Linked DNA regions of Mus musculus: regions 2 and 3 are each linked to region 1. Evidence: chromatin contacts called from public promoter capture Hi-C data. All regions are on one chromosome and are shown on one strand. The core of a region is the stretch at or near the end of the contact, and the rest is flanking DNA. Distances in the headings are between cores, read along the strand shown. Region 1 holds the start of Pex5 (peroxisomal biogenesis factor 5). Region 2 holds the start of Pex26 (peroxisomal biogenesis factor 26). Region 3 holds the start of Usp18 (ubiquitin specific peptidase 18).

Evidence for each region. Promoter capture Hi-C pulls out the DNA fragments that hold promoters and counts their contacts.
Region 2: a contact with region 1 is called in a promoter capture Hi-C map of pre-B cells, with 6 times the contacts expected there. The contact joins the promoter of Pex26 here to the promoter of Pex5 in region 1. A contact is called at or near these places in 4 of 39 promoter capture datasets (cranial neural crest, hippocampal neurons, liver and 1 more).
Region 3: a contact with region 1 is called in a promoter capture Hi-C map of pre-B cells, with 5 times the contacts expected there. The contact joins the promoter of Usp18 here to the promoter of Pex5 in region 1. A contact is called at or near these places in 3 of 39 promoter capture datasets (cranial neural crest, maxillary cranial neural crest and pre-B cells).

Annotation. Positions count from the first base shown.
Region 1 is chr6:124,413,768-124,416,436 of GRCm38.p6, reverse strand. Pex5 (peroxisomal biogenesis factor 5) reads left to right here and starts at 1,370. Exons shown (of 16, transcript NM_001277805.1): 1 at 1,370-1,464; 2 at 1,987-2,150; 3 at 2,395-2,430. The coding sequence starts at 2,004. D830015G05Rik (a long non-coding RNA gene) reads right to left here and starts at 1,365. Exons shown (of 4, transcript XR_378022.4): 1 at 546-1,365.
Region 2 is chr6:121,182,374-121,185,042 of GRCm38.p6, reverse strand. It overlaps Pex26 (peroxisomal biogenesis factor 26), which reads right to left and starts at 1,376. Exons shown (of 5, transcript NM_028730.6): 1 at 561-1,376. The coding sequence starts at 778.
Region 3 is chr6:121,244,563-121,247,231 of GRCm38.p6, reverse strand. Usp18 (ubiquitin specific peptidase 18) reads right to left here and starts at 1,326. Exons shown (of 11, transcript NM_011909.2): 1 at 1,170-1,326.

The DNA.
Region 1 (2,669 bases), core at 121-2,620:
GTGTGATGCGTTTTGAATGCTTCTGGGAGATGCTCTCCCATTTCCCCATGACCAGAAATTCAAACCATCATATGCTTTCCTTAAACACTGCTTTCTCCAGAGATTCTCCTGTTTTAACATATTCATCTTCCAAGATGGCATCCTTTCCTCCTTGGTGTGGTTTAGTTTATTCGTTGCTAGGTGTTTTTTTCTTTACAATGGCAGCCTGGAAACAGTGGACAGGGATGAAATTTGTGGTCAAGGAGAATGGGTGTATGTGTGTGTGTTAGGGCCTCTGAAAGATACTGACAGTGTACTAAAGACAGAAACATTGCACAATATTCTGCCTTGTTCAACCACTGCAGTTATAAGGGCAATTTCTATTTTCCCAGGGACGAATTTACACTGCCTGTGTTCCCTGAGGAAGGCTACCTTTGAAATCATCAGGGCAGCAAAGAACCAAGCCTGCCCCAGGGCGCCACCTACAGACTACCTGCTTCTCCCGCACCCCGGGTTGGGACGTACGTCAGGCCTTTCTAGAACCAGTTTCCTCCTAGCCCACCTACCAGCACTCTGAACCCCTCCCCTTCTCAGGACGTCAAGGAGTCCGTCGGTCTTGGACCTAGGTGAGCTATCAAGGTTTGCTTTCCAGTGTGACCTTGAGGTCTGGCACCCGAGCCATTTCTCTGGCAGATGGTGGAGCCTGAGGCTTAGGTTCATATTCCCTGATCAAAGGTATTCCTTGCCACGTTTCCCCAACTTGGAGCTGCAGGGAATCAGGCCATCGTGACCTTGACCAGTAGGAAAGAGGAGAGAGGAGTGACTCACAGCACTCTCCCCATCCATTACAGGATTGAGGTCTCAAAATGCGTTGGACCCTATTTTAGTCACCAGAATTTGTCATCATCCGGAGCTATTTTCTTCATTACGCAGAGATGGTAGAGGCAGGCCCCTGTCTCCTTGGAGGCTGTGACGCTGTCCTGAAGGAGCGTCTGTTGGAAGGGGGGTCAGGCCTAGGAGGCCGAAGCAGGTCATAGATTTGACCTCCGAAATCTCCCGGGCTCAGTTTGGGCGATTTAGAGGTGCAGGAGAACCAGGAAAGAGAGCTGAACCGTGGAACCTGAAACCTTGGTTTTTCTCCAAAGCCAGAGAGGCCTCTTCTAGCTCCAGTCCTCTGAGTTTTCCACTAATAAATCCTGGCGTTCTAGGGACTACTGCAGGTTTCCCCAATCCAACTGTCCAGGACTGTCTCCTTTAAGGATCTCGGCTCCGCCCATCACGCTGCGCAAGCTTGAGGCCCCGCCCCTTTACCCGTTTCCGTTGAGCTGGGCCGCAGCGCCGCCGTCCCGGCCCCTTTAAGGCCGAGTCCCGCCCCCTTGCTCCCGCCCCCTCCCTTCCCCCAGCCCACTCCGGGTGCCTCGGCCGGTCGGACGGTGCGGCCCGCGACGGCGAGCATTGGAGCCTGGGGGCGCGGGGTCGAGGCCCGTAAGTCCCCGCCGCTGCGGTGGCCTCGTGGGACGGGGTCGAGGCTGGGGCGACGGGGCTGGGGGCGCGGGGCGCTGGGCGGGGACGGGCGCGGCCGGGGAGGGGGCTCAGGTGACACGAGCTGGGATCGGGACCCGCAGCTGGCGCCTGACCGGGGGTGTGGGTCCCGGTGTACGGTGGAAGGCGTCCCCGCTGTCCCTCGTCAGGTTAGAGTTCGGGTCTAGCCGTGTTTATGATGCGCTCCCCGTGCTCCCCAGGGGTCCAGGCCCTTTTGTAGAGCTGCTGTTGGCGGGTGGTGTCTGAGCTGCCGTCCGCTGGAGGGGAAGCCCGAGCCGAAAGCAGCGTTTCGAGTGGGAAGGCAGGACACAGCCTCCTCTTGGACTCCAGACACACCTCGGGGGGTGGCCCCGGGGGCCTGGCCCTTGTGGAGCCGTCGTGGGCCCATCTGCTCTAGATAGGGCCTGAGGCGTGCGTTGGGAAAGTCTGGCTTCCCGACCACAGTTCTAATCTTCTGTCCATCAGGGAAGCTGCTGGTCACCATGGCAATGCGGGAGCTGGTGGAGGGCGAATGTGGGGGTGCCAACCCGCTGATGAAGCTGGCCACCCATTTCACCCAGGACAAGGCCCTTCGGCAGGAGGGACTGAGGCCTGGCCCCTGGCCTCCGGGAGCCTCAGCAGCAGAGACCGTGAGTGTTCTAGGAGAGCCTATTTCTTCCACCTGACAGCTGCTTTCTCTGTGTTAAAGTAATAGCAGTCACCATTCAGTAACACTGGAGTGAGCCTTGTGCGGCTTTACACAGACAAGGACTACTATTTTATAGACAAAGAAGCTGAGGCTTTGTGAAGGCTCTTGACTTGCCTCAGGCCACCTAAGCAGTAGAGTTAGAGTTGGGTTGTAGCCTGCTATTGTCTCTTTCCTTCTTATCTTAGGTTTCCAAGCCTTTGGGAGTAGGAACTGAAGACGAGGTAAACAGAGCAAGTTTCTTTTCTGTCTTTTTTTTTTTTTGGGGGGGGGGGTTGTGGTGATTTTTTTTTTTTTTTAAATCAGTCCACTCATACTTCAGTCTTTGAACTCTCTTTACCAAATGAGATTGCCTGCCAATGTTTTCGTCTACTTTTTGGGGTATTTTTCTGGTTTCCAAATTTACAGATAGATTTTTTTTTTTCTTTATTTATCTCCAGTTTTCGTTTCTCTGTCCAACATC
Region 2 (2,669 bases), core at 127-2,626, 3.2 Mb after region 1:
AGTGTTTGCTTTTCTTCAGTTAACTATTCTGACTACTCCCGCCATTAGCGTGGCCTCACACAGCTCTTAGGAAGGTTTACTCCACAGAGAAATGGTGCCCTCCAGCTGTCAGAGGAGGCCAATGCATTAGACAGAGCAATCTAAAGATAATTCACTCAGTCCTGCAACAGGACCAGAACAGTGTGCTTCTTGCCTTGACACCCCGCTCTACCCCCCATTTTCTATAACCTGCCAAGGCTAGGTTAAATAGGAGGTGTGTTCCCAAAGAAGGCTGCTACCTGCTTACTGAACCTCCTCACGACTGAACACTTAAAAGACATCTACCCTGTCCTGCACTGAAAAGGTGAGCCAAGAATTGACTGTGGCGTCCCTCCAAATTGTTGCATGATTTGACTTCATTGTACAGTCTCACGGGTGCAGGATGAGCAACCAGCCTCTCTCAAAGAGGATCCCTTAGGGAAAGCAAGGTGTGTGGTTGGCGCAGTCTCACAATGCCAGATATTCAGAGACCCGAGTTCCTCCCCAAAAGGATCCAGAACGGAACATAGCTCAGCACGTACGTGCCACTCACGGGCTCCTCCGCCAGGCTCTGCCAGGCTCGTTCGCAAGTCTCTAGTGCGGCATGGAAGTCCAGGTGCACCACCAACAGGTCGGACGCCTCTTCCAGCAGGTGCACCGCGGGGGACACAGCGGGGAGGGCGAGCGCGGGCTCGCTGCTCCGCAGAGGGCCCACGAGCCCTTTCAAAGGGGCTGCAGACGTCGAGGCGTCGCTCTTCATAGCCAGCCTGGGTTCGACCAGGTCTCCTCACACGTCAGGAGGACAGCTTCTCGGGAGCTTCCTGGAAATTCGGACTGGGCCTGGTAGATGTCCCGCAAGCCTCGCACTCTTCCCCTCCGCGCCTCTCCAGGTCTGTTCCTAAGGAAGGACCAGGAAGGAGCTGGACCCGGGCACAGCCTGCGCTCACTGACAGCCTAACCCTTGGGGCACTGGCCTGTTCAAGACTGTCTGTTCAAGACTAGTGCTGCCGAAGGCCCAGCACTAGTTCCTCCTGTCCCTGGACCGGTGCTAAAAGCACCGAAACTCCCAGAGTAGAGAGCGCGACAACAGAAGACCTGCACGGGGAACCCACGACGGTGGACACCTCCTCTCCACCCCTCTTAGCCACTACGACGCACGCGCACGCTGGAGCGAAGGATTCTGGGAGTTGTAGTCCTGGGCTCTTGGGTCTGTGAAGCTTCGGGGAACCTCTCGCGCCCAGAGACTGCCATCTTCCAGAGAGAACGCACTGGGTCGCCAGCTTTGGGGTGGAAAAGATGAGGAAGCTAAACCATTAGTGAAATGCCTTTGTCCTGAGAAATGTGATCCTTCCTTCGCTAACCGGAAGAGGACGAACGGAAGAAATTCCAGTTAGGAGGTGGAGCTACCTGCACCTTTATTATTAACCTCTGAAGGAGTCCGTTGAGAAGGGTCTGCTGGAAGCTTAGGGAAAAAAGAAAAAGAAAACTATGGAGCTGGCTATTTCCTCTTCCTGGGTTCGATGCTGCTATAAAGTGTGGCAGAATGGAAAGGCGCTTTCTGTCTGTTATTTCTTCATCTCTATGAGTTAAGGACTATTACTCTATTTACAGGTGACATAGGTCACACGACAAATAAGTCACAAAAACATTGTCAAACCAAAGAAAGCACTTTTTTTGGCTGAAAGGAGTGTCAGGGCAGAGGTAGATCTGATCTGTGCTTTGTATTAGGTAGGTGAACCATCAACACACAAGTGAGTTACATAAACTCCTGGATCCTGCATTGTTTATATAAATAAGGATGTCATAAAAACAAAGCCATGCACATGTCATGCAATTCTTCAAAACAGTACTGAACCAATGTAAGAACTGATGCTTTATAATATACAAAAAGTAAATACATTTAAATATGTATTTTTATGTGTTTATTTATATTGTTTGTGTTTCACAGGGCTTCTCTGTGTAGCCCTGGCTTTCCTGGAACTCACTCTGTAGACCAGGCTGGCCTTGAACTATGCCTCTGCCTCCCTAGTGCCGGGAATTAAAGGAGTGCAATACCACACCTGACTTCCTATTATATAATTTTACACAGACTCATAAATCACCAATTATCTGTGCTTCAGGCAGGATTTCCTATCTCTTCCACATTTATACTCAGTCTTCATGGTTTTACTTCGTCCAGTTCTCTACCTTCTGAACTCTCTCCCAAGTTTTCCTAGAATCCCTTGCTCCTTAGTGACTGGATAAGACAGCGAGGTGCTAGGCTAAGACCTGCTCACATCATATATGCCTTTCTTTTATCACTAACACCGACAGGACATGGCAGTCTTTAAATCTCTGCAGAAGGTCCTCACACAGCTGAGACAGAAATGTCAAGTCTGCTAAAGCCTGTGACTGTGTAAGGTGAAAGGGCCAGGATGTCACTTGTTTAAAAATATATATACTGTTTAATTCCCCCTCTCCCCCCCACTGGGGACTAGAGAGATGGCTCAGCAGCTAAGAGCATTTGTTTTTGCCAAGTACCTGGGTTCAATTCCCAACACCCACATAGCAGCTCACAACTATCTGTAACTCTAGATCCAGGGGATCCAGTGCTATGTCCACTCCAGTAGTGACTGGCTTGGCAGGCCTAAAAGCCTGGAAGCAGTCACAAG
Region 3 (2,669 bases), core at 77-2,576, 3.2 Mb after region 1:
GGAGATGCTGATACACCTTTCATGTGCCCATTGGGGCTCTGGCCACAGCCCAGTCACATGATACACTCAATTGGGAGACAACGTGATTTTCTTCCTTATAAACATCATGTTGCGTAAAAGTGCCAAGACCATGAAGCACGGTTTTCCAGAGTGAAAAAAGAAGAAGAAAAAGAGAGAGAGAGAGCAAGCAAAAAGCTCTCTCTCTTTTTAAAGTCTTCTGCTAGTGCGTAGTGAGTCAGAAGGGAGCATACACCTCATCTGCTACGCCACTTTCTGCCCAGTTAGTTCTTATGAACAAAGGAGGTGACGGTATTCAAACACACAAAGGACACTTCACAGGAAACATTCTAAAAATGTTCTGAAATATTTGCCTCACTTTTTGAGTTAATTCTAAAGATATTAAGTATGAAGTTAAGTTGTAATTTTGAAACACCACAAACTTGGACTTCCAGGGGAGTTGGGGGAGGTTGTGTTTTTTTGTTTGTTTGGTTTTTGTTGTTGTTTTTTCTTAAAGGTATATTTAGCTTTCTTTACAGAAGATGGAAAAACAGGCCAGGGAACAGGTCTAAAGCACCCTGACTTATGATACTGGACAAAAATCTCTCCGGTTTCTCAGTCCGCTGGTTTCTATTTTAGGAGTTTCTCCTAACGTGTGACTGAGTATTTGCACAAGAGCATAAAAATGATATTTGTTGATAAAACGTCTATCCCAGGAAAAACAGGACCGAACCTAAATGTCCATGAATTATTTAACTAAATCCGCACTTCTCATACAACGCATCAGTTAAAATACTGGTCTAGAAAGGCACAGAACAAGAAGCAAGACACAGAGCAATGTTAAAGATATCCATTAGAAATGTTTCTGATAAAGTATACATAAAAATGATACTGAGTTGCAAATTAAGAGAAACAACTCTACACATCTGTCTGCATTGTTTGAATTTTTAACAAGCCACTTTGGTAATTACTTTTTTAAATTAAACATAAATCACGACTACAGTCTGAATAATATAAATGCTTGGGAAGCAAATCCATTGGCCCAGTATATACATGCCAAGAATACAGACCGCCACTATTTGCAGAACCCAAGGAAATTCCTAATCATCTGGAGATGTATAAGCAAAGTTCTGGCGGATAAAGGACACTTTCAAAGTTAGCCCCAAACTTGCCTCAAGCACGGAGTCAAGCCAAAGAGCGAAGACCGAGCAGCATCTGCAAAGGGCTACAGAAGAGGACGCGGCACCGCGGAGCAGAGCAGTCTTGCTGCCTCCCAGCCTCTCAGCTCAGGAGTGTCTGCTGTCCCCTAGGCACAGCCGCCCTGGCACTGCCGGCCAAGCCTTCTGCACGCCTGGCCACGCCCCCCTCACCGCCAAGCTTTCGTTTTCCCCTAGATCCAAAGGAAAGCGAAACTCAGGCACCGGGCGGGCGGGCGGAGCGGTTGTACGCGCCCCTACAGAACCCGCAGTCCAGTCGCCTACACCAGGACACGACAAGCCGGACCTGGCCCGGTAACTCCTGGATACGCTCTCTTTTTTCATCTGCAATGTTAAGATTGGAAATACTCCCAGTTGCTGTACCTTCTGCTCTGAAAGCCAGCAGCAGATAACTCCCTTGCTGAGGCTGTCCCCAGGGGGTAAGGAGACAGCGATAACATTTACTTCATCTCTGTTAATTGCCAGGCTTATCCTTAAACACTGAAGATAAGTTTATCTGCACAATGTTCTTTTGTGCCTCTACGTTTAACCCCAATTCTATAGGATAAAATGTTTTTATTTTATCAAAGAGGTTATGACTAACTCAGGACGACAAATGGCTAAGTGCTGAAAGCAACATTCTAACGGGACCTCTGACCAGTCCCACCATTTGTGGAAAATAGCAGACCATTGCAGTTAGCACACGAGGTGGCCATGAAGGTACAGCTCTGCGAGGAACAAATACAGTCTAAGCCGAGCCGGGTTTGGAGGCTCTGGGATGTACATACATGAAATGCTTGCTAGCTCTTTACAGATGTATCTTGTATATGAGGCTATAAGTTGAGGGAGAGGGGGATCTGTTAGCTGCTGGGCTAGTCAGAATGAGGTTTCCCCATGCGCTTGTTCTGAGAGGGGTCCTCCACTCCCTACCCCCAGCACTGGACAAAGATGACAGAGAGATACATACCCCTAATCGAAAGCTACCAGGACTTTATGAAATCTGGAAGAGTCTATATTCTGTTTTGCTATTGTAGTTCAACGTAAGATATACAAATATGTCTGCCTGCCTATAGTGTGTGTGTGTGTGTGTGTGTGTGTGTGTGTGTGTGTGTGTGTGTGTGTGTGTGTGTGAAGCATGAGTTATACACAGCTGTTGAAAATAAACCAAGATGTCCATGTTTGGAAATAGAAAGTGGGGTATGGCCCTCAGGGTAAAACAAAGTCTCTTGATCAGTGGTTGAGGTAGACAATGTGGCATCTGCACATATCATGGACAAATACATTAAGTCTCCAATACATTTGCAAATCAATCAATTATGTGACCAGCTTCTTCCTCTTCTTCTTCTTCTTCTTCTTCTTCTTCTTCTTCTCCTTCTTCTTCTTCTTCTATCTGTTTGGTTGTATCCAAAAACAGGAACATCAAAAACTGGTGGGGGGGGGGGGGAGGATGAAAAGAGGATGTTATAAAATGTGATA